Linked DNA regions of Mus musculus: all the other regions are linked to region 2. The links are chromatin contacts, called in public HiChIP or PLAC-seq and promoter capture Hi-C maps. All regions are on one chromosome and are shown on one strand. The core of a region is the stretch at or near the end of the contact, and the rest is flanking DNA. Distances in the headings are between cores, read along the strand shown.

Region 1 (3,016 bases), core at 402-2,901, 180 kb before region 2:
CTGAGCATGTTTTAGCATCGGCTAGCCTCTTATCTGGTAAGTGTGGGACAGGGCCCATGGCTGCATCCTTAACACCTCAGAACACGAGGATGTGGGTCCCAGGAGCCACTAAGAAGCACTAGCCTGCTTTTTCGCTGCTCCCACACACATGCAGATGTGGGGAAAATATGCCTGGAAACCAAGCTGCAGCACCATAACCCAGGCTATCTATGTGGTACTGTGTCCTCAACACAGTGAAGCAGCAAGGAGGAGCACTGATTCAGCAACATATATTCTCTCTTTCTCTCTCATTCTCTCTCTCTCTCTCTCCCCCCCCTCTCTCTCGTCTTCTCTCTCTCATTCTCTCTTTCTTCCTCTCTCTCGCTCTCTCTCTCTCTCACACACACACAGTTAAAGTCTTCATTCAGGATGGCCCATCTTCCTTAGCTTACAAAGATATATTAATGGATTTGTGTCATTCTCATATACTGCTAAATACTAGGACCAGTTAACTATTAAATGCTCTCAAAAGTGACTCTTTATGCCAGGCATGACAGAACATGTCTATAATCCCAGAATTTCAGAATCAAAGGCATGAAGATCAAGAGTTCAAGGTCACCCTCCATCATAGAGCAAATTCAAGGCCAGTATGGGTTACATGAGAGTCTATCTACCCCACCACCTCCAAAAGGCCTTCTTTCAAGATTTATTTTTTAATTACATTCACCCATGTTTGTCTGTGTGTCAGTATGTGCATGTGAGTGTTTATGCCCAAGGAGGCCACTGAATCCCATGGAACTGGAGTTACAGGTAGTTGTGTGCCAACTGATGTGGGTGCTGAGAATTAAGTTTAGGTTCTCTACAAGAGTAGTAACCACTGAGCAATTACTCCAAACCCAAAGAGCTTTTTTTGGGGGGGGGGGGCACATATCTGTAATGCCAGAATTAGGGAAGCTGGGGCAGAAGGCGAGTTTGAGGCGAACCTAGGCGACAGAGTGAGACTGTAAATAAGAAGGGGGAAGGAGAAGGAAGAGTAAAAGAGCGTGCGAGAGCCGGCGAGAGCGATCCTATAGCCTAGGCCGGCCTCGAACTCACTTTGCAACTGAAGCTGGCTTTGAATTCCTGACCGTCCAGCACCACCTCCCCAGTGCGGAAATTAACGGCGGTCGCCACCACTCCCAGATTGTTATTATTATTATTATTGGGGTTTTTTTTTTGTTTTTAGTTTTTAGTTTTTAAAGGAAATGTTATGGCATCGTCGGACGTGAACACCAAAGCCTAGACCTAACTCAGACTACTGCAGGGCTCGCTTTCCCACCAAAGGAGAGGCTTGGCCCCTGGGCCCGGTCCTGCAGTCGGGTGCCGGGGCGGGCGGGTGGGCGTCTGCGTGGCTCACCCTCCACGGCGTGGTTCACCTCCTGGATGAACAGCTGCAGCTTCATTACCAGGGTGGCTGCGTGACCGTCCGCCTTCCCCGCCGCCCCGTCTTTGGGGCCGGCTCTGAAGGCCGCATTAATCCAGTCCTTCACGTCGAAGTCGTCAGCCAGGAACTTGGAGAAGTCCATGGCGCGCGGTCTCCGGGTTGGCGCCGAGCGACACCGCCTTCGGGACACCCGTCGAAACCCACCAAGCTTTACTTGCCGCCCCGTCAGCGCACTCGCGCCGAGGCCGAATGTCCCTCGTCGCGCGCCGTACTTCTTCCGGAAGTCGGTGCCTATTACCATAGCAACTGTTCCTGTTAGAGCAGCGAGCTTCGCGCAGTCCGGACAGGTACGACAGTTCGTTTTCTGCTCTTATTTGTCGAGCAGTAAACTAAGTAAACGCGTGTTTCCTCAAGACTAGAAGATTGACGTCTGAGAAGGGAGCAGCTGAGAAATATAAACTCTGTATGTAGGAGTAATGTTGCTAGTTTTCCGTCCTCACTAAATGCATACAGCAGTTTGGGTTTTTTGGTTTTTTGGTTTTTTGGTTTGGTTTGGTTTTGCTTTGAGACAGGGTTTCTCTGTGTAGCCCTGGCTGTCCTGGAACTCACGTTGTAGACTAGGCTGGCCTCGAACTCAGAAATTCGCCTGCCTCTGCCTCCCGAGTGCTGGGATTAAAGGTGTGCGCCACCACGCCCGGCAGCAGTTTGGTTTTTTTTTTAATTTTATTTTATTTTATATGGAGTGTTTTGCCTCTGTATGTGTGTGACCCACTTGCCTGTCTGGTGCGGGCAGAGGCCAGATGAGAATGAAAGATCTCCTGGAAGTGGGATGTTACATGTGGTTATCAATGCTGGGAGTGGAACGCAGGTCCTCTGGAAGAGCTGCCAGTACTATTAACCGCTGGACCATCTCTCCTCATAGATTTCTATAGATTTGATAATGGTCTCCCCTAACTCTGGTCTAATTTCAGTAATCTTCAATAATCTTCAAAAATTACTTTTCCTCCAATTCTTCCACTCATTTTCCATCATTTTCTTTACTAGTTAGGTTTTTTCTTTCTTTCTACCTTTCTTCCTTCTTCCTTTCTTTCTCCGATTTTTTTTTTTTTTTTTGCTCTTGTCTAGTATAGCAAAGTAGAGGATGTTGTTGTTGTTGTGAGGATGTTGTTGTTTGTTTGTTGTTTTTAAAGACGGGTTCCGTTCTTCTATCCTAGAACTCAAACCCATGCCTCAAAGATCGAACCTCCCACATGCTGGGATTTCTGGCTTAAGCCACCACTGCATGTTCTAGCGTTGGTTTCTAATTTAATTCCGTGTATCAGGAACACATATTATGACTCTGTTCTAAATGTACAGAGACTTGCTATGGCCTTAATATTTGTCTGTCATGGAGAAGAGTATATGTGCACTTAAAAATATGTACAGTACCCAAAAGGAGGACATGGTGTTGTGGGGAATGGATACAGCTAAAGGTAATAAGCAAAAGAAGCCAGAAGACGAAGTTCACGTTTTCTCTCAGTTCTGGATCCAGATTGTATAAACACCTAAAAGAATATCTAACATGAGAGCAGAGGAAAGACACGGGAGGAAAAAGAATGGAAGGTGGAGGTGGGA
Region 2 (2,700 bases), core at 46-2,545:
CACTGCCATTTTTTGCTCAATCCAGCAATTGGATCTTGCTAAGACCCTCCTGGGGGAACTAGAGCAACAACAGCTTCTAACGGAAGGTATCACTTAAGTGCCCAGATAGGCAGGGGGGCAAAGAGGGTGTCTGGGAACAGTGACCAGAGCTGGCCGTTTTTTTCTATGAAAAGCCACACGCCTGCTCTGTGTGGCCACTCTTTTTACATGTTGTAAATCCATTTTTTTTTTTTTTTCGAGACAGGGTTTCTCTGTATAGCTCTGGCTGTCCTGGAACTCACTTTGTAGACCAGGCTGGCCTTGAACTCAGAAATCCGCCTGCCTCCCCAGTGCTGGGATTAAAGGTGTGTGCCATTACGCCCCGGCTCATTTTTTTTTTTTCCTAAGTGAAGGCTGAACGGACACTTCGGCAGGGCAGACTTGGCCTTGGTATACCGGCATGCTAGCACTCTTCTAACCAGCTACCCCCCCACCTCTGACTAAAAAATTAATTTTTTCTATTTGGGGCTCTGGGCCACACAACTTGGAACAACCCAGGTAACCTTGCATCGCGGGGCAGACGTCCGGTGTTTCTTACATATCACAGGGCATAGGAATCATCTGAAGGTCTTGTTTGACCGGCAGGTCATGCCTGGGAAGTTTCTTTCCTTTGGGGTTAGTGGAGCGGTAGCTGAGGCTGATCTCGGCTAACTTGTAATCCTGAACCCACGCCCCTCCTTTGCCTTCTTAGGGAATTCCAGGTGCTGCAGATGCTGCTGGCCTCCTGCGTTGTTCAAGAGAAGGGTTGAGTTACTTCTCAGGGGCTGGGAGCCCCTAGTGCCACAGAGGAGATCGGTCCGTTGCGCCGTGAAGGTGCATCTGCCTGCTGAGCTTGCTCAGTTTTGGGTTTATTTAGGCTAGCCGGGGAGAGGGCTGTCCACCGCGGAGGCGGTGCACTCTCAAGCTACCGGTTGGCCTGGAGTTTCAGTTCTAGAAGGCCGGGTCCGGTGGAGGAAGGTGTTAGATCTTAACAGTTAGGAGAAGCCCCTGGAGGAGGCGCAGGTGAACCACATGAGCACGCCCCAGCCGAGGAGCAGAAAGCAGGACAGAATCCTGTTCTTCTAGGGATCTTCACGTAGTTGCTTCGTTCCTGGTTTCCCAGGCAATCCTGAGCAAACGCAGTCCTCCAGTCCCTGCCCATTAAAAATTTCGCCGGCAAGATCGGAGTTTAAAGGCGGCTGCGCCGTAGAGCACTCCCATGGTGCCGCGCGCTGGGCGGGTTTGTATTTTAAATCCCCGCGGCCAATCAGCAACGCGCAGGCCCTTGTAACGTTCCCAGCGCCGCGTTTGAATTCGGGGAGGAGCGGAGCAGAGCAGGACCCTCTGCACCGACTCAGCCAGGTTCGTGGAGCAACTTCGGCATCATGAATGCAGCGGCCAAAGCTGGAAAGCTGGCTCGAGCACCAGCCGACCTCGGGAAAGGTGGGGTTCCGGGAGATGCAGTTCCCGGTGCCCCAGTGGCCGCCCCGCTGGCGAAAGAAATTCCGGAGGTCCTAGTGGACCCACGCAGCCGGCGGCAGTATGTACGGGGGCGCTTTCTGGGTAAAGGAGGCTTCGCCAAATGCTTCGAGATCTCAGACGCAGACACAAAAGAGGTGTTCGCAGGCAAGATCGTGCCTAAGTCTTTGCTGCTCAAGCCCCACCAGAAGGAGAAGATGTCTATGGAGATCTCAATTCACCGCAGCCTAGCACACCAACACGTCGTAGGCTTCCATGACTTTTTTGAGGACAGCGACTTTGTATTTGTAGTTTTGGAGCTCTGTCGCAGGAGGGTGAGTGTTTCAGTCGCAGTGCTGGGGCTCCCACACCTGGAACTTGCTGACAAAGGGGCACCGAGGTTTTGGAGTGACCTAGAGGAGTGGTTGGGTTTCAAACTTTTATGGAAAGGCTTCTAGCGAGGGTACTTGGCACTCCGAACTGCTGAGGCCGGGGTTCTGGGGAAACCGAGACCAGATCCTGTTGCTATTAGGGATGGAGCTCCCAGACGCAAGGCAGCGAGTCGGTACAGGAAATGGATTCATAAAGTGGCTAAGGAAGGGTCCCAGGCTTGGTGTGCCACGCACCTCTAACTTCCGGAGTGGGGCAGGGTCGGGGGAGGGGGCGGCTGTTTGGAGTCAGATTTTAGAGCTTTCAGGAAAGGGAGGGAATCTCCTGCCAGGAGGAAGCCCTGGGTAGGGGAGTCGAGAGTGGGGTTGAGAGAAGACTCAGGAGAGGGTCTGGTGAATGATAGTGACCAACCAGTGTATGGGTAGAACTATCAGAAACCTGCTAAGACTCTCCACTCCGAGCGTCTAGTCCTAGCCACATCCAGCTAGCCACTCTTCTTGGACTTCAGTGACCTCTTTCTCCCTCCTCAGTCCCTCCTGGAGCTGCACAAGAGGAGGAAGGCACTGACCGAGCCTGAGGCCCGCTACTACCTGCGACAGATAGTCCTGGGCTGCCAGTACCTGCACCGCAATCAGGTCATTCACAGGGACCTCAAGCTGGGCAACCTCTTCCTGAACGAGGATCTGGAGGTGAAAATAGGTGAGGTGCTGGGCCTTCGGGTGTCTGGTGTCAGGGCAGGAGGGGACAAGGAGGGGAAGGTGAGGAAATAGAGATGCTGCCCTCTAGTTAGGAAGTGGAAAGTGTGTGTGTGTGTGTGTGTGTGTGTGTGTGTGT
Region 3 (2,934 bases), core at 282-2,781, 130 kb after region 2:
GGACACTGTATTATTATAGGTATATAGCTCACCATGCAGTTGCTAGACACCTCACTGTGACTCTCTGCTCAGGAGCTCCCAGTAGGAATTGTCAGAGTGGTATCCAGGCTCTGCCACTACAGAGGCCCAACCCTTTGTCACCAGTGCACTTTGTAGTCTGGACAGCCTCCATTGTACAACCCCGAGACTGTGTACCCCTTACTCACTTCCATCTAATTTTGCTTATTCACAGAACTTACCTGGTCTATACAGGTTATGGTTGTGACCGAATGAGACAGTGCACAAGCCTCCCTGACACCCTGTATGTTTAGTTTTAATTTTTGCACATTTACAGGTCATGCATGGTACAGGTAACCTTCTTCCATTCTGTTACTTACTCAAGCAGTGCTCACTGGGCTTGTAGGAGCTGTCAGATGCTAAACTCAACACCAGGAGACATGAAGGTGTCATTAACAATGCCGGGGACGTGTGGAAGAGTTCGGTCAGATGCCATTTTTCATCCCCAGGCTGTAGAGCATCACACCAGAGGGAGATTTAGATGCAGTGCCTTATATAACATGCAATGTCGTATCATTGGTTATCTTCCCATCCTTCAAGTGGCATCAAGGGGAGTATGGCGTTGGATATTAATGTTCCCTGAACATTTGAAATCTCTCCTAACAAATACAAGAAGGCCCCAGGTGTGAGGACAGCACCTGGGGAGATCTTAACCCACACAAACCTAGGTATTTCCAATCACATAGACTTTTGTTTTAACAGACTGCACAAGTATGACCAGAAGGGACAAAAGTGAATGAAATGTAGGGAAACGCTCATTTATTAAATTTGTCTCCTGTCATCATTAGCCCAGCCATTTTGGGGTTGGGGAAACTGTCTTTTTGTGGAGAGAGTTCTAAGTGTTCGAGCAAGTGGAGACAAGTCTTTGTGGTGGATATATACATATATACATATGCATATATGTATAGTCCTCCCCTACCTCTGCAGACCTTGGTGTGTGTGTGTGTGTGTGTGTGTGGCCACAGGCCTTTCCGGATGAGTGACAATGAAAGCCCATCCCTCCAGGAGACGCATGCCGAATGACCAATGGGATGATGGATGGAGGGTGCTGGGTACCAGTCTCTGCAGAGGCCAAGGTGAAACTGGCTGCTTCCAGCCTGTTCAACCCTCATCTCCTTGAGCCCCTTGGGTCCTTAGGCGTTTGGTCATTGCTGGATCAACCGAGGTGCTCATCTTAACGCACCCCAGGGCCTAGGACAGGGTGCCAGGGGCGCGGCTCAGATCTGTCCAGCGCAGACTGCGGTCCTCGCGCCGCAGCGCTGCGGCTAAGAACACTTGGCTGGGAGGCCTGCGGGTTGCGGTGTACGTGTATGTGTGTGTGTGTGTCTGTGTGTGTCTCTGCTGGTGGTACTGGTGGTGCCGATATGTAAAGCAGCTGGCGGCTCTGGGCGGGGCCTGGGTTTCATGCAAATGAGGGAGGCGGGGTTACACTGGGGCTCCGCCTCCCTCCCCCGCAGCTGGGGCCAGCGGTGCCAAGCACAGCTGGACCAGCGGCAGCAGCTGGGCGAGTGACAGCCCAGCTACGCGCGCGCGGCCGCCGCCAGAGCCGGCGCGAAGGGGCAGCGCGGCCCTGCGGTCCCCGGGCGGCAGCAGCGGCCGCCTAGTCCCGCGCCTTTCCGGGCTTGCAGCCCCGCGGTCCCGCCGCCCCGGGGCCGCCACCTCTCGGGGCTCCCCCCAGTCCCCGCGCGCGCAAGATGGCTGACCCGGCTGCGGGGCCGCCGCCGAGCGAGGGCGAGGAGAGCACAGTGCGCTTCGCCCGCAAAGGCGCCCTCCGGCAGAAGAACGTGCACGAGGTGAAGAACCACAAATTCACCGCCCGCTTCTTCAAGCAGCCCACCTTCTGCAGCCACTGCACCGACTTCATCTGGTGAGAGTGCGCCGCGCGGGCCACCTGCCTGGGGCCCTAGAGGGCAGCGACACGCATGGGGACCCCTGTTGTTGCCCCCGGGGGGAGGAGCCGTGTGATCACCCCCATCCCGCTGGACCCTTATGCCCTGCGCTCCCGGATGGCCAGTCCCTCAGGTGCTGGGTTCTCTGCTCCCAGACGGCTGGCCGCCAGGCGCCTTCTGCCCTCTTGCACTCTGTCGCCCGAGCGCCTAGGGACAGCGCTGCAGGCGCCTTTTCGACACCTGGCTCAGGGCTCAGTGTGGCTGTCCCTCCTCGGCAGGGCAGCTCCGCGGGTGTCTTTCTCGCCTGAGGTTCCCGATCTTTCTGCCTCCTTCCGGGCTCGAGGAGCTCTCACCCTCACCCCTCCTTTCCGGGGCAGCTCTCTGGGGTGTCCTCTACTTCCCCGGGGCGTGGAGCATCCTTCCCTCTGCGTCCCTAGAGCAGTGCCCTGGGTTATCTCTTACTTCGCCTCCAGAGTCTTGAGCACCCCTTTCATTCCTTGGTTCTCACCCTCAAGTCGCTGCAGGGCCCCTTTCTTCCCTCTGCCCCTCCAAGCATGGGGGGACCTTCCCCCCGCCCCCTAGCCCCTCAGGTGTTACCACCGTGGTGAAGTCCCTATCATCCTCCCCCTAGACAGGTCCTTTTCTCTTTCCTTGAGGGTACTCCCGGCATCTCCTTGGGCAAATATCCAGCCCGCCTTCCGCCCCCACCCGGGCGGAAATGCACCCTCGCATCCTGCCACCTGGTGGTCGTGGTCGCCTCTGTACTGCAGGGGAGATGTGAGGTGGGGGTTACTGCCAAGCTCCGGTAGTGTACCTCCCAATCCCATCCAAGGTGGAAGACACCTTGGAGACCAGGCTGTAGCTAGGAGGTTGCCCCTGGGGTAGAGGGACAGTGGGAAGGGAGAGGGCGACTGTGTGAAACTAGCTGGTAACTGGACCCCTCAGACTGATACTCCCTCTTGTGCTTTTACAGGGGCTTCGGGAAGCA

The links. HiChIP or PLAC-seq counts read pairs in DNA pulled down with a chosen protein or histone mark. Capture Hi-C pulls out chosen DNA fragments and counts their contacts.
Region 1: a contact with region 2 is called in a promoter capture Hi-C map of liver. The contact joins the promoter of Cog7 here to the promoter of Plk1 in region 2. A contact is called at or near these places in 4 of 39 promoter capture datasets (cranial neural crest, hippocampal neurons and liver), 4 of 484 Hi-C or Micro-C datasets (cortical neurons, macrophages and nephron progenitors), 3 of 115 datasets of contacts at active chromatin or transcription factors (the SCID.adh cell line, embryonic stem cells and extraembryonic endoderm stem cells) and 3 of 9 other capture datasets (adipose tissue, liver and pancreatic islet).
Region 3: an H3K4me3 HiChIP or PLAC-seq map of embryonic stem cells shows a contact between it and region 2, with 18 read pairs. The contact joins the promoter of Prkcb here to the promoter of Plk1 in region 2. A contact is called at or near these places in 1 of 484 Hi-C or Micro-C datasets (embryonic stem cells), 3 of 115 datasets of contacts at active chromatin or transcription factors (the SCID.adh cell line, embryonic stem cells and memory CD8 T cells) and 2 of 9 other capture datasets (adipose tissue and liver).

The regions. Positions count from the first base shown.
Region 1 is chr7:121,980,042-121,983,057 of GRCm38.p6, forward strand. It overlaps Cog7 (component of oligomeric golgi complex 7), which reads right to left and starts at 1,652. Exons shown (of 17, transcript NM_001033318.3): 1 at 1,376-1,652. The coding sequence starts at 1,544.
Region 2 is chr7:122,158,140-122,160,839 of GRCm38.p6, forward strand. Plk1 (polo like kinase 1) reads left to right here and starts at 1,296. Exons shown (of 10, transcript NM_011121.4): 1 at 1,296-1,811; 2 at 2,397-2,565. The coding sequence starts at 1,404.
Region 3 is chr7:122,287,594-122,290,527 of GRCm38.p6, forward strand. It overlaps Prkcb (protein kinase C, beta), which reads left to right and starts at 1,532. Exons shown (of 17, transcript NM_008855.2): 1 at 1,532-1,924; 2 at 2,920-2,934. The coding sequence starts at 1,752.